Regions from separate parts of the Triticum aestivum genome. Here region 1 is linked to region 2. A link is a contact called in public Hi-C data. All regions are on one chromosome and are shown on one strand. The core of a region is the stretch at or near the end of the contact, and the rest is flanking DNA. Distances in the headings are between cores, read along the strand shown. Region 1 holds the start of LOC123144291 (putative multidrug resistance protein). Region 2 overlaps LOC123144290 (RNA polymerase I-specific transcription initiation factor RRN3).

Region 1 (6,130 bases), core at 2,572-5,071, 190 kb after region 2:
TAGGGCCAGATCATGGAAGTCCATCCCGTAGTAGAACATGAGCCCGCGGACAAATGGGTGGAGGGGAAATCCCAGCCCGCGGACGAAATGGGTAAGAAATACAACCCTTTCATGGGGTTCGGGGGTGGGGACGATCTACCCCGCATCTGGGAGCCGGTGCGCGATATCTACGGGCAGGTATCCGGCTTCCCGGAGCTTCGTAATGTTCTCCTCCGTAACGGAGGAGACCATCCACTTGCCTCCCGCTTCGGACATGTTTGGAGTGGTTTTGCGGAGAGAATGCGAACTTGGGCGCTGGAGCTCGAGTGCGCGAGAATGGATGGGCAGGGAAGAAGAAGGCGTGGGTAAAAAGGAGGAATCCTTGTCCCTTTATAAGGGCGAAACTGTGCGCCTCCACACCTGCCTGGTAAACTCGCTTATTCCCCAAGCGCCGTGATTAATGGCGCGGTTGGGTTACCCACACCCGTATTGATGAGAATCCCATGATAAGGGGACACGATCTCTGCTTCGACAAGATGTGCCAAAAAAACTGCCTCACAATATGTGCAGTAGCTGGTTGAGAAAAACGGTTCGAATAATGACCGGGCCATGGCCTGATGTCACGTTATGAAAGGTTGTCAGCAGATTAGATTTGTGCAAATATTATACTCTCTACAGTGGTATGTGGAATTTGTTTTGCAGAGCCGGACACTATCCTTGTGTTCGAAATCTTCTATGGAGTATTCGGAGGAAGAACCCGCCTTGCAATGCCGAAGACAATCTGCGCACCGGACTCATCGTCATTGAAGCCTGGTTCAGGGGCTACTGAGGGAGTCCTGGATTAGGGGGTCCTCGGACAGCCGGACTATATGCTTTGGCCGGACTGTTGGACTATGAAGATACAAGATTGAAGACTTCGTCCCGTGTCCGGATGGGACTCTCCTTTGCGTGGAAGGCAAGCTTGGCGATTCGGATATGTAGATCACCTCCCTTGTAACCGACTCTGTGTAACCCTAGCCCTCTCCGGTGTCTATATAAACCGGAGGGTTTAGTCCGTAGGACAAGAACAATCATAATCATAGGCTAGCTTCTAGGGTTTAGCCTCTACGATCTCGTGGTAGATCAACTCTTGTAATACTCATATCATCAAGATCAATCAAGCAGGAAGTAGGATATTACCTCCATCGAGAGGGCCCGAACCTGGGTAAACATTGTGTCCCCCGCCTCCTGTTACCATCCGCCTTAGACGCACAGTTTGGGACCCCCTACCCGAGATCCGCCGGTTTTGACACCGACACGAGGCGCCTACGATGACTTCGTAAATCTCAATATGATATGCCGGCTCAGTCTCTCGGAGGTGCTCATAGGGATAGGGTATGTGTGTGTGCGTTTATAGGGATGAGTGTATGCGCGTATGTATGAGAGCTTGCGTCTGTAGTGTGTTCAAAAAATTGGACAATCACAAGTTTTCTAGTAAAAAATAACATATCTTTTTTTATGGGTGTACGCATATGCGCGCCCCTGCGCGACACCATGGAGAATGCCAGGGCGTGTATCACGGCGTCAAGGACGACCGTGGCGGAAGGTGGGTCGTCGCATCGCCATGTATAAGCGTTCGTGGACGTGGTTATATTATATTTCTTGTTAGTCATATAGAAAGCTAGGCTACATTCTCAAATCAAGTATGTCTATTTAAATGACAAAAAAATTATTAAGGAAATATCTGCTACAATATTTGGTAGTCGTCATCGTTCGTAGCATCCATTCATGCAAAAATATTTTAAAAATCAAGCGTTGAATCAATTTGAAATGCAATTAATTAGGCTCATTTAAATAGGATTTTTTACACCAAATTAATTTAGAAACTGATTCATTAATTTAATTAATTAGGTAGACAGTTAATTATGCCTACAGTTAATTAGAAGTAGGGATTTTCTCAATTAGGAAAATAATTAATTGATTAGGTTGGTAGTTAATTAGGCATGTAGAGAATTAGGTAGGTCATTAATTATTTGTGTAGTTAATTAATTAAAAAAGTATTTAATCACGTCGAATCATTTTGAAAGCGCTCATGGGCAAGAAAGATCAACAGTCTCTCAACGACATGATCGAGCACAATTCACCAACATGGACAACGGTTACCAAGCGCTTGCGAGTTGCGACATGGGCGACCTAGGGTTCTCCAAGACGGATGAAGATCATACTCTACAAGATGTCCACATGCTGACGGTTGCCGGAACGTCCATGGGTGAGGACAACACGATACAACATTGATCGGGTGGTTAATGTTATATTGGAAAGCAAGAGTGTTCTAAGAATAAGAAGAAAAAAAGAACTAAAGCGACCGAATGGTCCATGGTGGTGAACAAGGAAAGAGTGTTCCAAAAAAGATAAAGCAAAAAAAGAGTATTCTTGAAAATAAGTAGGAACGAGAACTAAACGAGGAAGGAGGGAGAAGAAGATGAGGCGTCGCTGACGAACGCGTTGATATTGACGTGGTACTGGTTGGCGCCAGCAAAATGGATTAGTGAATAGGCTAGGAGTAGAAGATGTGTTTAACCCACTCTATTATATTGTAAACATGAAAATTTTCATCTCTGTTTCAATGCACGGTGAAGGTGAGGTGAGCGTTATCTTTTAAAATCAGTACAGACACAAGCGCTCATATACACGCACATACACTCACCCCTATGAACGCATGCACGCACACCCTATCCCTATGAGCACCTTCGAAAGACTGAGCCGGCATATCATCTTGAGATTTACGAAGTCACCGTAGGCGCATCGTAGTCGACGGGCGTCTCCTCCCACTGAATGCGCATCGCCGGAAATCCTGAAATAAATCCAGGAATAAATGCGAGCACCAGGATTTGAACCCTGGTGGGCTGGGGATACCATAGTCCCTCTAACCATCCAACCACAGGTTGGTTCGCAGGTGAGCGTTATCTAATTTTAAGGAGGAGGCTCCAGCGAGAAATATCTAGCGGGAAACCGAGCAGGAAGGCAAGGGTCTGACAGAAAAAAGTAAGGGTGCGTCATGGTATGGGTTTTTTTTTGTTGGATCTGCATGTTGGAGATAACGGGTGAATATCAGGTGCTCCGGTAGCACCTTATCTTAGGTGCTCCGGTAGCATCTCGGCCATTGGATCGTGATCCAACAGGCAATATTCACGGGATGTGGATTCAAGCGTCATTTCAAAAATGTTTTGGGGTTTTCTACAAAATTCACATTGACCAAATGTTGTCCATTCGATTGATGATCCAACGGCCGAGATGCACCGGGAGCACCTTATCATCAGGTGATCCGGGAGCACCTGATATTTTTCCTGGAGATAACATATAGGATAGTCCAGACAACCACGTATCTCCTCAACATATGGTCTGTATTTGGGGGGACCGAACGGTCCAGAAGGTTTAATTTTGTGGGACATACTTAACGCTTGTTTGATGTTAAAACATATCCGGGCGTATAAGGAAGAAATGAGCTTTTGAGATGACTTTAGTCATTTGTTTAATTATTTATATACATTATAGCTAGTAGCACGAATTTGATTAGCATTTGTTCTGCTAGTTTAAGAGTTAGGCGTGGCTGTTAATAACATCGCGAATTTAAGAGCGGTACGCTCAAACGCACGAAGTCTGTTGAGGCAAAGCCTCGTACTGGAGATTTTTTTCAGGGCCAGCCTTTTAGCGCCGCAGTTAGTTCTTTGCGTCGACGCAACAACAGAATTTCCCAGGACCGGGCGGGAATCATCAAGAGAAAAGTACTCCGGTCCAGGATAACTCCCTCGCGCATGCACCTGCTGCCCGGCGCCCTATATATAAGCCAGCCGGAGCCATCCCTCTCTCCTCCGGCGGACAAGCTTGGCTAGACAAGTCAGAGTCTACCACCTAATTAAACGACCTGAAAAGGAGGCCGCCGGATTATACTTCTATACTCCAACCTAGAGTCAGTCAACATATCGAGTAAAACTCCCCATCAGAAGCAACCAGCGAGCGAGCTCGCGGGTTCGCCGGGCATGGGTGGCGCGGCAGACGCCAAGAAGGCGCCCTTCGGCTCGTCGCTCGTGTCGGTGTTCATGCACGCGGACGCAGCGGACGTGGCGCTCATGGTGCTGGGCCTCGTGGGCGCCATCGGCGACGGCGTCTCCACGCCGGCGATGCTGCTCATCACCAGCCGCATCTTCAACGACCTCGGCAGCGGCCCCGACCTCCTCCAGGAGTTCAGCTCCAAGATCGACGAGGTACGACTTCGACATTTCTTTCCGCCCATTGTTCAGCCGGCCGTGGCAGCCATGACGAGAATATTAACATGCAATTCTCGTGTTGAAATGAATCCACTCGATGGGCCAGAACGCGAGGAACCTCGTCTTCTTGGCGCTGGGCTGCTGGGTCATGGCGTTCCTAGGTGAGTGACAACGACAATATGTTTGGATGCCGTGCCAATGGCGTACATGCAGTCATGCATTTCTCAATGCGATCCATGCGTGTGCAGAGGGGTATTGCTGGTCACGGACGGCGGAGCGGCAGGCGTCCCGGATGCGCGCGCGGTACCTGGCGGCGGTGCTCCGGCAGGACGTGGAGTACTTCGACCTCAAGGTGGGGTCGACGGCGGAGGTGATCGCCAGCGTCTCCAACGACAGCCTGGTGGTGCAGGACGTGCTGAGCGAGAAGGTGCCCAACTTCGTCATGAACGCCGCCATGTTCTTCGGCAGCTACGCCGTGGCCTTGGCGCTGCTGTGGCGGCTCACCCTGGTGGCGCTGCCGTCGGTCCTGCTCCTCATCATCCCCGGCTTCATGTACGGCCGCATCCTCATCGGCCTCGCGCGCCGGATCAGGGAGCAGTACACGCGCCCGGGCGCCGTCGCCGAGCAGGCCATCTCGTCGGTGCGCACCGTCTACTCCTTCGCGGCGGAGCGCGCCACCATGGCGCAGTTCTCGGCGGCGCTCGAGGAGTCGACGCGGCTCGGGATCAAGCAGGGGCTCGCCAAGGGCATCGCCGTCGGCAGCAACGGCATCACCTTCGCCATCTGGGCCTTCAACGTCTGGTATGGCAGCCGCCTCGTCATGTACCACGGCTACCAGGGCGGCACCGTCTTCGCCGCCTCCGCCTCCATCATCCTCGGCGGCCTGTACGTAGCAGTAATCTAGTTTCCGGTCCATGTCCATGCACGATACATAGCCGCGCGCGCGCCGCCATTAACGAGGAGCCATGAAACGCGTGCATGCAGGGCGCTGGGGTCGGGGCTGTCGAACGTCAAGTACTTCTCGGAGGCGAGCGCGGCGGGGGAGAGGGTGCTGGCGGTGATCCGGCGGGTGCCCAAGATCGACTCGGGCAGCGACACCGGGGAGGAGCTGGCGAACGTGGCCGGCGAGGTGGAGTTCAAGAACGTGGAGTTCTGCTACCCGTCGCGGCCGGAGAGCCCCATCTTCTCCAGCTTCTGCCTGCGCGTGCCGGCGGGTCGCACGGCGGCGCTGGTGGGCAGCAGCGGGTCCGGCAAGTCGACGGTGGTGGCGCTGCTGGAGCGGTTCTACGACCCGTTGGGCGGGGAGGTGGCGCTGGACGGCGTGGACATCCGGCGGCTTCGGCTCAAGTGGCTGCGCGCGCAGATGGGGCTGGTCAGCCAGGAGCCGGCGCTGTTCGCCACGTCCATCATGGAGAACATCCTGTTCGGCAAGGAGGACGCGACGCCGGATGAGGTCACCGCCGCCGCCAAGGCCGCCAATGCGCACAACTTCATCTCCCAGCTGCCGCAGGGCTACGACACACAGGTAATAATCAATTACTACAAACTTTTTTTATTTTATTTTTTTGAATTACTACAAACTTTTTTCTTACTCTAGTACCGTGATTCGCAATCCATGGGAACTGTTTCCTCTTTGCAAGTCGCTGTCGATTTCCTTTTCGTCAACTTTTGTTCTCGTTGCGAAATGCCTATGCGATTCGTCGAGTTGTTTTCTCCGCGAACTTTCTTCTAACATGTTCGGTGGATTAGAGTACGGAGTCACACAAAATGCGGTAAAAAGGCGAGAATTTTCATGATGTTGTTTCCTTTTCCTTCTTTCTTTGCTCTCTCTATGTGTAGTTTCTCTCAAAAGTCAAGAGCGAATACCCAATCGATTACTATTAGTGAAAGGAATACGATTCAGA
Region 2 (6,088 bases), core at 3,299-5,798:
TAGCGTTAAATCTGCAGATCCTAGACGCCTACATCTTCGATAATTGCAGATATTTCTAATACCAACGCCGACTTGTTATTGTTTAGCTTCTGTATGTTTATGTGAAGGTCTTTTCTGTCTTATAAGCTTCTTCTATATCAAGTGATAGTTTGCATCGGGCTACCTTGCATCAGCTTTGTGTTGACAATATATGATTCCTACTTGTGTCACTTATACATGGAAAAATCAACCACCAACTTTGTTCATTATTTCATAGAGTATAGTTTCTTATGTCTTTGCAGAAGATGGTCTCGTTTGTCGAATGCATGTTGGGGCTAGATACTGACAGAATGGGGGACCTTATTGGGGCTACATTGCTGGCGAAAGTTGTGGATCTACTTACGGAGTTGGATGTATGCTCCTTTTTTGTGCCGCCACTGTTTTTTCTATCCTGCAACTAATTCTGGACATTTTTTGATTGGTGAATTTTGCAGGTTAATATAACCTGGGAAGATATTATTCAAGGGGAGCATAACAAAGGTATATTTGAAATGGAGCTTGAAGATTTGAATGAGGATGAGGATGGCCTTGGACAAGCGGGAACAAAGGTTCATGCATTGTACTTAAAACTTATGCCTATCTAATCGTGTAGCATAGCGAAGTTGCTGACTCAGTATTCATTTTGCCGGCTAGGTCCTTTTTGGAGGAAATGCATGTGCCGAAAAGCTTGACAGCTTAATGGTTGTTGTATGCGAGCACCTTAAGTCATGTGCGGAGCGTGGGTACCTAGATAAGGTGAGTATGTACCATGCAGTATATCCTGCTCTTTGGAAAGAAAAAAATTGCCCTCATATTGTAGTACCCCTAACTTAATTCTCCTACTCCTTCCAGTTCACGAGTAAGTAATAATTTGAACATATCTTCGGTCAAACTTTTAAAGCTTTGAACCATGTTCACCTTGGTATTTTCGCTTTGAGACTGCCAATATTTAGACTGGTTAGTTAAAAACCATATGTATATTTGTGTCGAGAAGTATCTCTAGATTGTTATAGTTCTCTTGGGTTTTATGCATGCACTCTATTACAAATTAGTTGTCAAAGTTAAAATCTTGAAGATCGTGTCAATGTAGAAAACGCCATCCTTTTTGTGAACTTCATGGAGTAGTGTAAACAAGGAAATATAACTGTTGAAGCTGAATTGGTATTTTTTTAATCTGTCATTTCTCACATTCTGGTTTGAACTGGTCAGGAATTTGACATTCTGAAGGCTATATTTCGAGCATCTGTGCTGAGGGTGCACAGATCAAAATTTTGCCAGGTCAGGATTCTCTGTTATTTGGTGTATGTGTAAGCTAGATTCACTAGGATTTCAAGCTTGTATTGAGTTTTATTCACCTTCATGTTTTCTCACTTTGCTTTTCATTTCACCTTCTTATATTTCACCGTATTGTTCTAACTTTGCAGTTTATCATGTTCTATGCCTGCTCACTGGATCCTAAAATCTGTGGTCTTGAATTTGCTTTTTTTCTTACCGAAATTTTTTTGAACAAGGAAGAGGATCCAATTTCAAGGTATGTCTTGGCATGTGAGGAATACATTGTACAATCACAGCTTGCTTTATATGCCGTGGCGATTCATCAATTCTTTGCTTTGTTGCCACACTTTGCTTTAGTCATGTTTGGCAACTTTGATAATCTTGTGGCTGGTGTTTGCATTGTGACAATAGTTGTGTCGAGCCATGCTTTCTTGGGTCTTTCAGCCATCTGTCATAGACATGTCTCTCTGCCAAGTTGCCACAATTGTAGCAAGAAATGTTTACACAGACAATTCATACATACACCCGTCATATTTTCTCTGGCTGCAGTCAGTAGTATATTCTATTATGATCCCCATTTATAGCATAAGCTTGTACAGGTTGAAGAAATGCTAATTACCACTCATGCTTTGAAATACAGGATGTCTGCAGTTTCGTATGTTGGAAGCTATCTGTCTCGGGCCAGGTTTATTTCCGCTGATACGGTTCTTGCTATACTCAAAAAGTGTGTAAAGAAATTCTTCTCGTTGTGATTTGCCTGATGTTCTTCTCAGATCTAAAATCATCTTTATTTGCTTTACCCAGAATAGTGGATTGGTGCGATGAATATTGTGTCCTTCAGAACAGAGGGACCACAGCTAATCCGAATCATCAAATATTTTACGGGGCCTGTCAGGTTAGTTATTCCACCATATTCCATTTACGACATAAAGGTTTTTTTTTGTGAGGGTGTGGGGGTGGGGGTGGGGGGGGGGGGTGGGATGTCTGGGCACTGGACCGAATTCATTTGTTAAATTGTGGGGTATGTACATTTAGTGTTGGTTCCATTTTTGGCATCACATTCTCTGTAAGCACTTATTTTCATGTTTGTAAATCTGCAGGCTGTGATGTATGTCCTTTGCTTTCGCTTGAGATCTATTATGGATTATCCCAATCTTAAAGCACAGCTTTTTCAATTGTCTTTTGGATTTATCTTGAACCACCGTCTGGAACCTCTAAAGGTCTGTATGACATGCACTCTCTGCCACCTTTGATAATATGCTCCCTTCACATATCTACATGAGTGGCGCATTTTGATGTTTGGCATCATTAACTGGGAAATACCATGCTATGTTGGCGGTTCACATTTTCTTCTGTTATCCTAGGTGTGCTTGCCTTCAATAGTAAACGAGTTCCTGAGACAGGCCAAGGATGCCGGATTGTTCGCTGCATCCATGTATTCAGCAGCTGAAGATGCAATCGAATCTGATTTGTCCAGGGCTTTTGGAGGAATCAACAGACTTGACACCTTCTTCCCATTTGATCCTTACCTGCTAAAAGAATCGGACAGGTTTGCACCACCTGACATTATTACTTTTGAAATGTATTACAGCGGCATTGAACCACTGCTCTTTGCATTGTTTGTGCCATGTGGATTATACAATGTCTAGTAAGCCCTGTTGCTGCTGTTGTTGGACTTTTCTTAGGTTTCAGAACTATTACTTTGACAAAAGCTGTTTGGGATTTCAGTTTATTTTTTTTCTTGAAAGTGGATTTCAGTTTCTGTTATCTGTATCTGGAGAAGAGCTGCTAGTTGTCCTCGTCATATTAATTTTTGCTCCGCTTGTGCCTGCAGATATATCCGTCCAAATTTCGAGTTCTGGTCCATGGTCAAGACGACATACAGCAATGACAAGGACGATGACGACGATGAGCTGCTGGACCTTGATGCCCCTGAAATGAACGTGGGCAGCTTGGACGATCATGTCGAGATAGATATCAACAGCGACGACGACGAGCTGGAGTACTCGATGAACAAGATGTCTATAACCCCGCACCACTCCTTCTACCACGGGATGGCCGCGGACGGTGGTGATGCTGGCCTCAGCATGCCCGCGAGGATCAGACCTTCAGCGAGCCCCCCGTCACGATGGGCCATGTCAGGATCACCGTAGGTTGAAGAGACAGCTGAGCCGACTGTACAACAAGGGTCCTTTGGTAGTTTGTGGAGTAATGTCAAACGGCCCATTCACTCGGGTGTGTTAAAGCCCAACCAGGTACGAACTTTTGGGGTTGAAAGTGTTAAGTGCAGATGTTGTTAGAAGACGGCAGTTGTTGAGTGGCTGTGAGATTATACTCCCTCCGTTCCCAAATACTAATTCTTTCTAGAGATTTCAACAAGTGACTACGTACGAAGCAAAATGAGTGAATCTGCACTCTAAAGTATGTCCACATATATCCAAATGTTATAGTCTATTTAAAATGTCTAAAAAGACTAATATTTAGGAACGGAGGGAGTATATGCTAGGATGTATGTACATCTCCGAGATATACGCGTGAGACGACCTGATGTGGAATGGTACGTCATACTGGCGACAGCAGTGCAGTAAGCCCTGTTGCGTATCTCGTAGATCTCATAGATGGAAGATTGTAACATGTCGTCCACAGCCGGTTCCTGCAAGCTGTAGACGGAAGAGAAGCCCCGAAATCTTCCGTCCTCCACGCCGCCAGCATCGATCAACATTTTTTGCTACTGATTGCAAGTGGCAATGATAAGCTGCCTGCCTGCCTGGTTAGCGCCACTGCTTTGCGGTCGTGTTGAGCAGTCTCCCCTTGCACATCCGTATCTTTTTTCCTTCGAGTCAGTGGTGGGCACCCCAAAAGAATGTTGTTTGTCTATACACATCTCATCGTAGCTAGCTAGCTAGCTTTGCCCCCGATGCGAAGCGTACGTCGTCGACTTCAGGTCAATGTCTAGCAAGAACACCTCCCGGCCCGTCCCAGCCCGGCGCGGCGGATATACAGCAACTACTAATTTATCTAGCAACAAATGACTCTCTAACTAGGACAACCTACAAGCGAGAGCACCCTCTCAGCCAATATTAGAGAACATCGACGTCCTAGTTAGAGAGTGCTCTACTCTTCTTCGTCGGAGCTCGTGACATCGACGTCGCCGGTCGAGGTGAGGTCCACGATAGGATATACCCCTCGTTGTCGGAGCCCGACACCTCCGCGACTTTGGTTGCGGTGCCAGGGGGTGCCGGTCACCCGTAACAGCTCCGCGGCGGTGTGTGACCCGTCTCCACGGTCTCGGCTGCGAGGACTGCAGCTGCTTCCCACACCCTCTACCTAGCATGGCGGGCAAGTCGCACCATAACACCAGACGGCCTAGGACCATGCATGCCACCGTTTACCTCCGACTCGGACCCCAACGTCGCGGGGAAGATGTACCATGGACGATGTTGTCATCACACATAGTTTGTCGCTACCGTGTGCGCTTGGGGGCTTAATAGCACCGATCTGCACCAGTACAAGCGTCATCATACAATCCAACAATTAAATTTAAACTAAACCAATACTCAAAGAAGTATGCTAACATGCCGTTGAATATCAATCAGTTAGTTACATGTCTGGACCAATGTATTTTTTTTAGGAAAGGAGGAGGATCCCCGGCTTCTGCATCTGAACGTTGCATGCAGCCACCCTAGTCCACGTGTATGGACCAATGTATATGGACAGGAAGAAGCTACGTACGTGACTAATTGTGTCATGCGTGACACATGAAGAATGGGAAGTGTCAACGGGGTATCATGCATGCTTTCATGCTCGGCCACAGGATTGGGAATAATTAAGTAAGTGAACTCCCCTCTAGAAGATCACATAATTTTTAAAGCAATATATTAACCTGCAGATGCCATCTTTAAAGGATCATCGCAGGTAGATGCTTACTCGGGGAGTATGTATTCCAGGCAGGCAGGTGACTTGGCCGCAGCTAGTCCATGTCCTTTCAAGATGCCAAGGTTGTTTCTTCTAGAAGCTGACCCCCAACTTGGTGCACGGCCTCTAAGGATGATCAGGGCAACTGGCGTCACCCTGTTATGGATCTTTTTTATTAAGGGTTAGTGGAGGCATAAGAATGGTGTTTCATTTCTAGAATAAAAAGTGGACGTAAGTGTGATTGATAAGGTGGCGTGCTTCTGTTTGGTAGTTGTTCAGTGGTAAATAAGCAAATTATAATTAAGTAACATCACCTGAGACATCGGCGCTTACTTGTCCATCCTCTCTTTGTTTATTTTGTTTTATTATATATTGGCACGAAAATGGTTGTATATTACCAACTGTAGAGCAGGTGTGGCATGTGAGTATACGTTTTACTGTGGTAATAGGATTTTGAACAACCTTCTGCATGGCAGGTCCTACGTGGACTGCCTAGGGTTTTACCTTTTCTTTCTTGTAAGCCAATTTGTTAGCATCAATGCTTGATATTGTTCAGTATTATTTCCCACAATAAGAATACATGGCTATGTGCATCAATCAATGAAGAGGTCAGGGCTATCCTTGTTTTTTTGGGAAGGGGGGGGGGGGGGGGATGTTTTGGGAAGGAGTAGTTCTAAAATTCTTTCATCATGTTTTCAAAGATCACTTCTCAAAATATTGCATAATCAAAGATGTAACTTTTTTTTGAAAATGGAGGCGTGCCCCCGGCCTCTGCATCATAATGATGCATGCAACCATCTTATTAAAAATCCATGAAGTAGCAGAAAGTCATAACAGTATTACAGCTCGCAAGCGGAGCGAAACAAAAGAAAAATATAAA

The links. A called contact is a pair of places that touch in the nucleus more often than the background predicts.
Region 1: a Hi-C map of leaf shows a contact between it and region 2, with 6 times the contacts expected there. The contact joins the promoter of LOC123144291 here to the enhancer-like site in region 2. A contact is called at or near these places in 3 of 5 Hi-C or Micro-C datasets (all in leaf).

Annotation. Positions count from the first base shown.
Region 1 is chr6D:161,256,930-161,263,059 of IWGSC CS RefSeq v2.1, forward strand. It overlaps LOC123144291 (putative multidrug resistance protein), which reads left to right and starts at 3,822. Exons shown (of 6, transcript XM_044563374.1): 1 at 3,822-4,223; 2 at 4,333-4,387; 3 at 4,475-5,111; 4 at 5,211-5,751. The coding sequence starts at 3,999.
Region 2 is chr6D:161,068,778-161,074,865 of IWGSC CS RefSeq v2.1, forward strand. It overlaps LOC123144290 (RNA polymerase I-specific transcription initiation factor RRN3), which reads left to right. Exons shown (of 14, transcript XM_044563372.1): 6 at 474-587; 7 at 673-774; 8 at 1,228-1,296; 9 at 1,443-1,549; 10 at 1,934-2,017; 11 at 2,098-2,188; 12 at 2,394-2,513; 13 at 2,658-2,842; 14 at 3,128-3,657. The coding sequence ends at 3,446. Among protein-coding and RNA genes, the nearest start is that of LOC123144290, 6.1 kb to the left of the region's middle. Within about 2 kb of position 4,549, at least 2 of the 8 cell types and tissues checked have an H3K27ac peak or open chromatin away from gene starts, as enhancers often do. A contact at or near this core is called in leaf, where this site is marked.